Regions from separate parts of the Sus scrofa genome. Here regions 1 and 2 are each linked to region 3. Evidence: chromatin contacts called from public HiChIP or PLAC-seq and promoter capture Hi-C data. All regions are on one chromosome and are shown on one strand. The core of a region is the stretch at or near the end of the contact, and the rest is flanking DNA. Distances in the headings are between cores, read along the strand shown. Region 1 holds the start of LOC100627222 (zinc finger protein 705A). Region 2 holds the start of KMO (kynurenine 3-monooxygenase). Region 3 holds the start of CNIH4 (protein cornichon homolog 4).

Region 1 (3,685 bases), core at 593-3,092, 160 kb before region 3:
CCTGGTTATCATGACTAGCAAAACTGCAAGTTAGACCTCTGACTTGTATTCATCATGAACAGATGAGATTTATTTGAAGAAAGTTCTGGAAGTATCCAGCCTATCCTTATTCGTAAAAAAACAAAACAAAACAAAAAAACCCAAAGGGTATTTGAAGAGATCATATACTCAGAAACTAGCTCACAGCCCAGTAAATTTTTTCAAATCACATACAGTAGTTCCCTAGTGGCTCAGCAGATTAAGGATCCTAGGTTTTCACTGCTGTGGTTATGGTTGCTGCTGTGGCACAGGTTCCATCTCTGGCCCGAGAACTTCCACATGCCATGGGTACAGTCAAAACACAAAAAAAAATTACATACAGAAGAAAGAATGCTGTTGAATATTAGACTACCGGATTAAACTACCTGGTTTTGACTGTTAAGACAAAAATCATCAGTGTCCCCACCAACTGCACATTGAAATAGTGTAAAACTTATTTACTAAGTGCTAAAGAATACTTTAAGTATACAATAGACAGGATAAGCACTGATGGCTCATGATCTGAATTTGACACGATACATTTAAAAAGGACAGAGTTCCCATTGTGGCTCAGCAGAAACAAATCTGACAAACAAATCCATGAGGACACAGGTTCAATCCCTGGCCTCGCTCAGTGGGTTAAGGATGTTGCCTTGATCTGTGGCGTAGGTCGCAGACACGGATGGGGTCTGGGGTTGCTGTGGCTGTGGTGTAGGCCAGCCGCTACAGCTCCGATGTGACCCTGGGAACCTCCATATGCCCGGGTGCGGCCCTACAACAACAACAATGACAACAACCAAAAAGGAAAGTAACTGGGAAACTAAAAAAAAAAAATCTAATGACTTTGGAATCTACCTTTCTATTTTCCCCTACTGCTTCTGTTGGTGAAAATCCCCTCATCCAGTCTGTCCTTTGCCATCTCCCTGTTGGTCTCCTTTTGGTTTATTTTCACGAACCCTACTGCATCTTGCCCAGGTCAATTTCTTTGCACCTGTACGCTGTCCTTCCAATTCCATTGCACCCACCTTCCTCCCACCTCTACCTAACTTGCTGAGACGCCACCGATCCAGCGGCACCAAAGCAGGACCTCCTACTTTACAAGTCCTCACGCTCCCTTACTCGCGGTCTCCCCGGCTCTCGCTCGTTATCCCTTCCTCCACGTCCCTGCCCACTCTACATTCGCAGGGATGGAACAAAGAGCACACTTTCCCGTGAGCTACCGGGAATGTGAACACACTCCTGGCACCGCCAGCAGAGAGGGCTTGGGACGGAAGCACACGGCGCGTCACTGTCAGGACTGAAACCTCACCTCCAGCCCAGGGCTCAAGGACCTTTCTGAGGCGGTGACCGGGAAGGGGAGCGAGAGGCAGGTCCCGGCCGAAGGAGGCCCAGGATGGACAGGGGAGGGCGCGGCGTTCCGGGGCTGCCCTGAGGGGCCGAGAGGGGCGATGCGGGGCGCGGAGGGCGAGAGTCCACGTCGCGAGTCGGGGCGCGGGGAGACGGGGAAGAGAAGGAAGGCAGAAAGGCCCGGACGGGGTCGGCCTCGGGGCGATTTTGACTGGCGGTGGATGCGGACTCAGACCCTTCGGCGGAGCGCCCGACATCCCGATCTCAGGGCGACCCTGAGATCGCAGGTGCGAGGGGCCAGAGCGGGATCTGTGACGTCCGCAGGGACCCCCAGACCGTGGGTGTGGAGGAGCGGGTGGGGATGGGCCCATGGACCGCGGATCTGAAACTCACCAGAGAGGACCTCCACTCCCGAAAACCGCTTCCGGGTCGGCAGGAAGTTACGCATAAAGCGGGGCGGGGCCTTAGGAGGTCACGGGGCGCGTGGGGCGGGCCTGGAGGGGGCGGGTATTCTGGGCAAGGCCCGGGCCTGCCCCGCCCCGTCCCCGCCGCCCGAGGTCGGCCCCTCCTTCCGCGCGACACACCTCCAGTCTCTCAGGTTGGGGGCGTTTGGATTCTGAGGAAGTCGCGGGACCCCGTCCGCATCCTCCGCGCTGCGAGTTAAGTGTTTCGGACAACTCAAGGTACGAACTTGGAGTTGCCAGGCCTTTGGTTGTAAATGCTGAGATGTTTCCCTGTTAACATTTTGAAAATTGTTGAGGTCGAAATCCCTTCTCGCGTCTGGAGACTCTAGTCCCGCTCGGGGAGGGGGACCTTGGTGGAACCAGATGGGCCTTGGAGGGAGCCCGAACAGCGTCTGTGGTTGCTGCCCTTGGAGTGGGTTATTTGATTTAGCGAGGACTGGAATTGCTTGTGCTGGTGATGGAAAAAACGTGAAAGGCAAAAACCCTGCCTCGAACCTTTCTGTTCAAAGACACAGCCCAGGGCTCAGGATCTGGGTCTTCAGGGGGACAAGCGTGGATGGCATCCCATAAATTTCTAAATACATTGTATTTTCACGTTTTCCTTTTCTATATTTTGACAGCTGTCCTAATGTTAAAGAAAATCTTCAATGACACTTGTTAAGCCGATGAAATAAAATTTATATTTTAAGGTGGGACAAGAAAAAATTAAACATAAAATTCTGTTTGGGCCTCCTCCCTACTTCATGTGCAGTGTGCATCTGCATAGCACATTAGCCAGAGCTCCTCAAAGATGGGAGTGCCTGTGCATTTTTTTCTGTAATGATTTTTTTTTTTTCCTTCTTCTGATGCTAGCAATCAGAATCATCAGGTTCAGTAACTTTTTTCCCCAATGCTTTTTAAGTTTTTATTGATCTTTCTGGTAAATCGCTAACTGCTAACTTCTTAAAAAATAGTGTTCTTTCACAGCTCTGTAGGGGGTCATGGTGACTTTCTACTTGCTTTGTACTTACTATGTATCCTTGGTGAAACTTCGTAAATATCATTATCTCTCTCTCTCTCTCTCTTTTTTCTTTTTATGGCTGCACCTGCAGCATATGGAAGTTCCTGGGCTTGGGATTGAGTCAGAGCTGCAGCTGCAGACCTACACCACAGCCATGGTAACACTGGATCCAAGCCCCATCTGCCACCTACACCTCAGTTTGCAGCAATGCCAGATCCTTAACCCACTACAGGAGGCCAGGGATTGAATCGCATCCTCATGGACACTACTTAGGGTTCTTAACCCGATGAGCTGCAACGGGAACTCCATTATCTCATTTTGACGTACCATCTTTTGTCTCAAAAACGTATATGGACTGTGCCTTTGACCTCCAACAGGCAGAACAGTCCTCAGAGGTTTCTGAGAATCTGTTTCCTCAGATTATAATCCTCAGTTTTGCTTGAATAAAATTCCCTTTTTTTCTTCTTAATTAAATTTCCACCAAGTCTTCTCGTTAACTTGGTAGTTAATTGCATTTTCCTCAACAGTGCACGGTAGGGAAGATGTTATTCTTGGGGGCCGGCTAACTCCACGATGGGTACAGGAACGACTGCAATGGGTTTTGTCCTGGGGGAGAGAGATCTGAATACAGGTTGGAAATGGAAATTTGTAGTCAAGGAGCAGGATGCCAGGGTAGGGGCAGTCAGTGGATAGAAACACGGGGTAAGGGGGATTTGGCTAAACTGACCACAGCACTGACCTCTGGGGGGGCTACATAAGCACACTCAGAGTAGAGCACTCCTACCCAGACAAGCCCACCTCAGCTCCAGACCCCAGACCTCCAAGCACTGACATTTAGATGCAGATACAGAGCTTC
Region 2 (3,651 bases), core at 154-2,653, 250 kb before region 3:
CTGGGAACTGATCTTTGGCCTGGGAACTCCATATTCTGCAGGTGCAGCTAAAAAAGAAAAAGAAGAAGGAAACATAGAAATGTCCATCAGCAGAGGAGTGGATCAATGGAAATGAGTGAACTAGAACTCCCTGCAATAATACAGATGGATCTTAAGAAGCATAATATTGAGAAATAGAAGCAAAGTGAAAAAAAAAAAAAAACCAGCATGAATTCATTTATAATAAAAAGAGTCAAAGAGAGAGTTCCCGTTGTGGCTCAGCAGTAACAAATCCGACTGGTACCCATGAGGATGCAGTTTTGATCCCTGGCCTCAGTCAGTGGGTTAAGGATCCAGTGTTGCTGTGAGCTGTGGTGTAGTTGAAAATGAGGCTGAGACCTGGCGTCACCATGGCTGTGGTGTAGGCTGGCAGCTGCAGCTCTGATTCAACCCCTAGCCTGGTAACTTCGTTATGCTCTGAGTGTGGCCCTAAAAAGCAAAAAAATAAAAAATAAAAAAAAAAAAACCACCTAATAAGCATGTTTTCCACCAGCTCTAACCATACTTACTCACAAGGGGGCACTATTGAGTGACATCTAGCCTAACTTTATTTCCTCACCAGGGAAAACCTTTCTCCCTACTCTCACCAGGAAGTGAAGAAGCTCCTTCATTTAGGTTCTCACTTTTATTTTGCATATCCTGTTCCATTAAAAAAGAAAACCCTGGATTCACAAATATGTGCAAAAAATTAAAAATATATATTTAAATTGGAATGAAAGAAGACAAAGACGTGGAGAGGTAATATGAAGCCATGAATGAATTTAAAAGAAGCATAATATTAACCATCTTCCCTAGTGTTAAGGCACAGATTAGATTTTAATGTTTCAGCATTTTGTGCCCACCCCCCCAAAAAAGGGAAGTGTTATCAGTTATACAATTCAAAATCTTGCTCAGGAGAATATTTTCCCGTGGTGAGTCTGTTAAAGGCAATCAGTGAGGACTGTTGAGGTGCAATTCCTAAATGGCCTTAATAACGAGAATCATCAACAGATCAAGTGTGAAAAGAAGTATAGCATCCTCTGGGTCATGAGATGAGGTCCTGGTTAGCCAAGGATGAAAATGAAAGTAAGAGTACATGGTATAGAAGAGGAAGAAAAAAGCTGTAAAACTGTACTTTAGAAACTCCTGTCTTACACATAAGACAGTGAGTTTTACTTGGCTGGATTTTTCAAGATTTGGTCATTGCAGTGAATGCCCTTTTTTTTCTCTAAAGCTGAGCTAACTGTCCTTTGGGCTACTCACGGGTTAAATTAAATTAGCCCTGCTCAAACACTGCTGCTGGCTCACAAGCGCAGGGCTTTGGGCAGATTAAAGACCTGGGAAATCAGTGTGCAGGAGGCAGTCTTCTTGGCAAGTGCTGCAACAATTATGAAAAACACCTCGGCGGTGATGGATTCATCTGACATTCAGAGGACAAGCATAGCTGTCATTGGTGGTGGCTTGGTAAGAATCGATTTGGATATATTATTCTTGTTAGTGGTACCCTCTTAATTATCGCTACTCTTTGTTTATCAGAGATCAACATATTTAATTTTTTTCCTTCCAGTTTTATTGAGCATTGTCAAAGTGTAATGTGTACCACATAATATTTGACTTACGTGTTCACAGTAAGTTTAGTGAGCATTCCTCATCTCGTATAGATAAAAAATAAAGAACAAAATATTTTTTTCTTGTAATGAGAACTCTCAGGATCGATTCTTTTAACAACTCTCATATGTAACATATAGCAGTGTTCATTTTATTTATCATGTGGATTACATGTAGATGGTGTTTATTTACATTATAACTGAAATTTGTATTTTTTGACCATACACATGGCCATTATTCTTGACTGTATTCTCTATGCTGCAGATTTCATCCTGTGACTCACTTATTTTGTAAGTGGAAGTTTGTACCTCTTAATCTTCCTCACTGTTTCACTTGTCTTAATGATTGTTATTAATCATTTGTAAGGATTGTTCATTCTCTTTTGGAATTTTTTTTTTTTTTTGTCTTTTTGCCTTTTCTAAGGCCACTACTGCGGCATATGCAGGTTCCCAGGCTAGGGGTCTAATTGGAGCTGTAGCCACCGGCCTATGCCAGAGCCACAGCCACGCGGGATCCGAGTTGTGCCTGTGACCTACTCCATAGCTCATGGCAATGCCGGGGATCAAACCTGAAACCTCATGGTTCCTGGTCGGATTCATTAACCACTGAACCACGAGAGGAACTCCTGGAACTTTTCTGATATTTAAATATGTGGTATTGGTTCAGTTTGCTTTTTTCTAGAAGAGCTATTTTATTTTCACTAAATACAAAGGTGTCTGTTTTCCCTTGGTTGGGGGGTATAGCATTTTTAAAGATAGAAAATAAAACAAATAAATTTGATTAATCCCCAAACTGGCTATGTTTTAAAAACAGATGTTATTGTAAATAGTCATTTTAACCAAAGCACTTGCCCTGCTTTGATTATTTGTTGGAGGCCAGCTCCGGCGGCCAGGGAGTGTACACTTTTTCCCAATAGGAGAGGCACATGGCATCGGCAAATGTAAGTACGGAGACAGCCTCTTTGTCCCTTCTTTCAGGGCACTGGACTGCTCAAATTTTAGGAGCATAAGTGGTTGATTATATAGACAGTTTTTTATTACAGATTACATCATAGTGTTAAAAGTACTTTGGTTAACTATTAGGCTTTGTTTTTGATCACATGGTGCAGTAGCAATACATTACATTCTCAAATCTTTAACAAAATTTAATGAGTACAATTCAAGGACAAACAGGTGCAGCATATCTTGTGGGAAAGAGGAGACTCAGCAAAAACCATTTTATGGCCAGCCAATTTCCACAAGCTGAAGAGGTTACAGACACAAAAATCTGGTATTTACAAATCTTGTTTTTAGACTAATGTACATCTTTAAGCGTTATGGCAGGAAGACAGTATAAGAAAATATAAATCAACTTTAATTAATTAGCTACCACTTAGAAGCTTCTAAAATCAAGGACAAAACTCACAGCTGGTTTTCTTTTGATCAAGAATCATATATGTCTAACTTCTACAAACCTCATTAAAATCCTAACTCTAAAGTTTATTGTAACTAGTTAGTAGATAAACACTATATATTAATTAAGTTGGATATGAATAGGGAAAAGTCCTTCCGGATGAAATTTTTATTATATCATTGTTGTAACTTTGTTAAATCACAAATCACCACAGGAAAATAAGAATAATAAGTAAATAATCAGGAAAGACTGAGGAAAACTGAATAACAAATGAAAGAGGAAAGACTAGATCACCTGAGAAGCAATCCATGTTCTCCAGCGCAAACATGGAAATTGTTTTCCCAGGAAAGCCCCAATTCTTCCCCATCAACATCAAAATGAGAGCTGTGTAACCTGAGGCCTGCCCTCGGCTTGTACCGTACAGGCAGGCTTTCATCCTGACCAGAAGCCCACCTTCGGCTTGTACCATTCAGGTGAGCTCCCTTCCTTGGTTAGGAACCTGTCTTCAGGTTTTTCCACCGTCAGGCAAGGTCGTTTTTTTGAGTCCCTGCATCTTCTCGGCTCCCCGCAATTATTAACTCAGTTTATACTGTCTAATAAGAAGAAAAAGGTCAAGAAACATAAGTTAATGCA
Region 3 (3,449 bases), core at 56-2,555:
ACATTGACTTTTTTTCTGTTCCTTCAACACACAAAGTTCCTGTGAGCAGCTGGGATCTTTGTACTGTCTGAAACACTCTGCCCACAAACTCTTACATAGCTATTGTTCAGATTTCAACTTAAATGTCAGTTCCTCAGCTTGGCCTTCTCTGATCAGTCAGTCTCCAATCTGAGAAGACTTCCCCATCTTCAAATACTATAACTGCCTGTCACAGATATTTATGGATGGATGTATGTATGATCGCATGTGTGTATGTGTCTGTCTCCCCCACTGTAAAATAACTACAGGAATGTAGGGATTTTTTTTTTCTTTTTTACTCATTCTTTATCTCTAAGTTCCAGTACCTGGCATATACTAGCTGCTCAGAAAATACTGGTTGAATAAATATATGACTTTGATATATTGTTCATAGAGCTTATAACCCTGTGAAATGATCTTTTCTCCATATTTAGTTGCTAATTTATTACCTAATCCTCCCACCTACCCACCGGATAAGAGCAGCATTTTCTCTGCCTTACTCATCTCTGTATCTCTGGAGTTTAGAGCAGTTCTTGGACTATAATAGGGGTGGAGTCGGTAAATAAGTGTTAAGTGAATAGATGACAACACATTCAGTTTTTAAAGAAGCTAAATTCTAGAGTGGAAACATTGTCGTAACAGAGAATAAGCAAGAGATTGTGAAATCTCCAGAGAAACTGGATCAGAAAGGACAAGTCTCAACTGCCAAGCCAAGAGTGTTGAAGTTAGATGTGAAATTTGAGATTAAAAAAACCTCTTACCATTCCCAAGTCAGGGGATCCCCCAGGTCTAGAGTGTAGTCTAAAGAAAATTTAGGGAGTTCCTGTTGCGGCTCAGCAGAAACCAACCCGACTGGTATCCTGAGCATGCTGGTTCCATCCCTGCCTGGCTCAGTGGGTTAAGGATCCTGCGTTTCGAGAGCTGCAGTGTAAGTCCCAGACTGAGCTTGGATCTGGCCTCGCTGTGACTGTGGTGTAGGCCACAGCAGCACTCCAATTGACCCCTAGCCAGGGAACTTCCATACTCTGTGGGTGCAGCCCTAAAAAGACAAAAAGAAAACTTAGCGCATACCAGAGAAATTATACGGGGCATCCAGAAGATTACAAGCGTTCAGAAAATACTCCTTAATCAGATTTAGGATAGAAAGCCCACCCACTTCTTTGATAGGTATTCAAACTTCAGAACTACATTTCCCAGCATGCATCAGAATTATGGCTGTAGTTTTTTTTAAAGGACTACAACTCCCGGCATGCCGCACCCCGGGGAGGTGAACTACTCGCCCCGACAGGCCGGAGCAAGGGCCTATCAGGGGCGGGGCGGGGCGAGGCCCGGCTGCTTCTGGGCCCCAGAGCGGGTTTGACGGAAGGAGAGGCGCGGCAACGGCGGCGGCCGAGAAGGAGGAGGAGGATGGAGGCGGTGGTGTTCGTTTTCTCGCTCCTCGACTGTTGCGCGCTCATCTTCCTCTCGGTGTACTTCGTATCCTTGCCTAAGGCAGGCGGAGGCCGGCATAGGGCCCTCCGCCCAAGGGGCGGGCTGGGGTTGGGTCCGGATGGGGGACAGGGCAGGTGCGTGGTAGTGCAAGAGGCGGCCGCGCGGTACCCCCGGCGCTGGCTCGGCCCGCGGTGACCGATGTGGTGAGCCTGGGCGGGAGGAGGGCCTCGGCTGCTGTGCTTGGGCCGCTGGCCGCCCCTCCCCCGGGGGTCTGAGCAGGCCTTCCTCTTGAAGCGCCCGGCCTGGCCTGCCCGCCTCTGCTCGTCCCCAAGACGCCGGGACGCGCTGTGCCCAGCCTGGGGGCCTGGCACTTGGCCTGGGTTTGCTGCTCTCAGGGGAGAGGGGTCGCGGTTTTCCTCCTTTTTTGGCGCTCGAGAGTTAAAAGGGTCGCGGATTTTCTTGCAGTTCCCCTGGGCCAGGCCCTTCGAGGGATTCCCGGGGTCCCGAGAGCGGCGGCCCACGACCTACATCCCGGGGCGGTCGCTCGTGAACAGTCTCGCGCTGAGCCCGGTGGAGGCTATTTGCCGCCTCTTGTCATTCTCGGGGCGACACCCCGCGCTGTCCGCCCCTTTGTTCTCTCGGGTATTGAAACTTGTAGGGGCCTTTCACGTCCAGGAGTTGACTCATTCATTTCAAAAACGAGTGAAAATGTTTTCTTCACGACGCCGTTTCGTAGGCAGTTGTTGGGAAGGGCTTGTTGTAAGAACCACCTGCAGGTGATTTTTTTGGATACCCCTGTCGGTTGCACATCTGTGAATTGAGTAACTATACGCGAGATTTAGTTCTCAGTCATTTCTCAACTTTTATTCTTTTCCGTATCGGTACATGTTTGAAACTTCCGTATTTTGTATAGCTGTTCACGCTACAGTATTCAGACTGTATTTTCCAGGGCAGTAAATAGTCGTTGAAGTTAGCACTCTGGAAGATGTGGAGACTAAACTCTTCCCTATTCTTGAGGGAGCATCTAGGCTTCGTTGTCGCCCAGTGATATAATGCACAATCCAAGTGTAAGCTAGAAAAAAAAAATGAGATAATCTGCTTTTAATTTTTTTCCCTTGTAAATTGCAAGGGACCCTTTCTGACAGAATTAAACTTTTTGTTTGCCAGAGCATTTTGGCTTTAGGTTGATGGTACAGAGTATGTTTTCAGTGTGGCTTCATGCTTTGTTATGGATAGGCAACCTGTCCAAGTGGGAAGGACAGAATTCGGAATCGGGGCTCCTTAGTTATTTGCTATGCACAATACTTCACCTCTCTAAGCCTCAGTTTTCTCTTTATTTTTGTCTGTTTTTTTAAGCCGCAGTTTCTTTCTTTCTTTCTTTTTTTTTTTTAACTTTTTAGGGCTGAACCCTCAGGTTCCCAGGCTAGGAGTCTGATGGGAGCTGTAGCTGCAGGTGTACACCACAGCCTCAGCAATGCAAGATCTGAGCTGAATCTGCAGCCTATACCACAGCTCACGGCAATGCTGGATCCTTAACCTACTGAGTGAGGCCAGGGATCCAACCCAAATCCTCATGGATACTAGTTGGATTTGTTTCCACTGAGCCACAATGGGAACTCCTAAGCCTCAGTTTTCTTATCTTTAAAATGGGGAGAGGAGTCTTTGGTAGCTGTTTGGGTTAGAATCCACTGTTGTCACTGCTGTGGCTTGGGTCACTGCTGTGGTGCAGGTTCAGTCCTGGCCTGGGAACTTCTGCATGCCATGGGCGTAACAAAAAAATAAAATGGGAGGAATGTTTACTTCTCAGATGTATGTGTGCACAATGAGAGCGTGTTAAGCACCTAGCAGCCCAAAACCTGCCCCATGACTGATGTTTAGTAAATACTGCTCTGCCTTCTTCCTCCCTCACCCCTACTGAGCAGCAGTTTTTACTTTAACTGACGATTTGTAATGAGGAGAACTGCATTTTTGGGGCTTGGCAAACAGACTGAAAGGGCAGC

Evidence for each region. Promoter capture Hi-C pulls out the DNA fragments that hold promoters and counts their contacts. HiChIP or PLAC-seq counts read pairs in DNA pulled down with a chosen protein or histone mark.
Region 1: a contact with region 3 is called in a promoter capture Hi-C map of fetal liver, with 2.3 times the contacts expected there. The contact joins the promoter of LOC100627222 here to the promoter of CNIH4 in region 3. A contact is called at or near these places in 2 of 5 promoter capture datasets (fetal liver and liver), 1 of 47 Hi-C or Micro-C datasets (skeletal muscle) and 1 of 2 datasets of contacts at active chromatin or transcription factors (alveolar macrophages).
Region 2: an H3K27ac HiChIP or PLAC-seq map of alveolar macrophages shows a contact between it and region 3. The contact joins the promoter of KMO here to the promoter of CNIH4 in region 3. A contact is called at or near these places in 1 of 47 Hi-C or Micro-C datasets (heart right ventricle) and 1 of 2 datasets of contacts at active chromatin or transcription factors (alveolar macrophages).

What each region holds. Positions count from the first base shown.
Region 1 is chr10:12,527,187-12,530,871 of Sscrofa11.1, forward strand. LOC100627222 (zinc finger protein 705A) reads right to left here and starts at 1,843. Exons shown (of 8, transcript XM_013978242.2): 1 at 1,759-1,843. It also overlaps a transcript of DEGS1 not described here.
Region 2 is chr10:12,441,474-12,445,124 of Sscrofa11.1, forward strand. KMO (kynurenine 3-monooxygenase) reads left to right here and starts at 1,404. Exons shown (of 15, transcript NM_214076.1): 1 at 1,404-1,482. The coding sequence starts at 1,408. All of the region lies in intron 1 of LOC110255638 (a long non-coding RNA gene), which reads right to left.
Region 3 is chr10:12,687,528-12,690,976 of Sscrofa11.1, forward strand. It overlaps CNIH4 (protein cornichon homolog 4), which reads left to right and starts at 1,306. Exons shown (of 5, transcript XM_021064385.1): 1 at 1,306-1,494. The coding sequence starts at 1,426.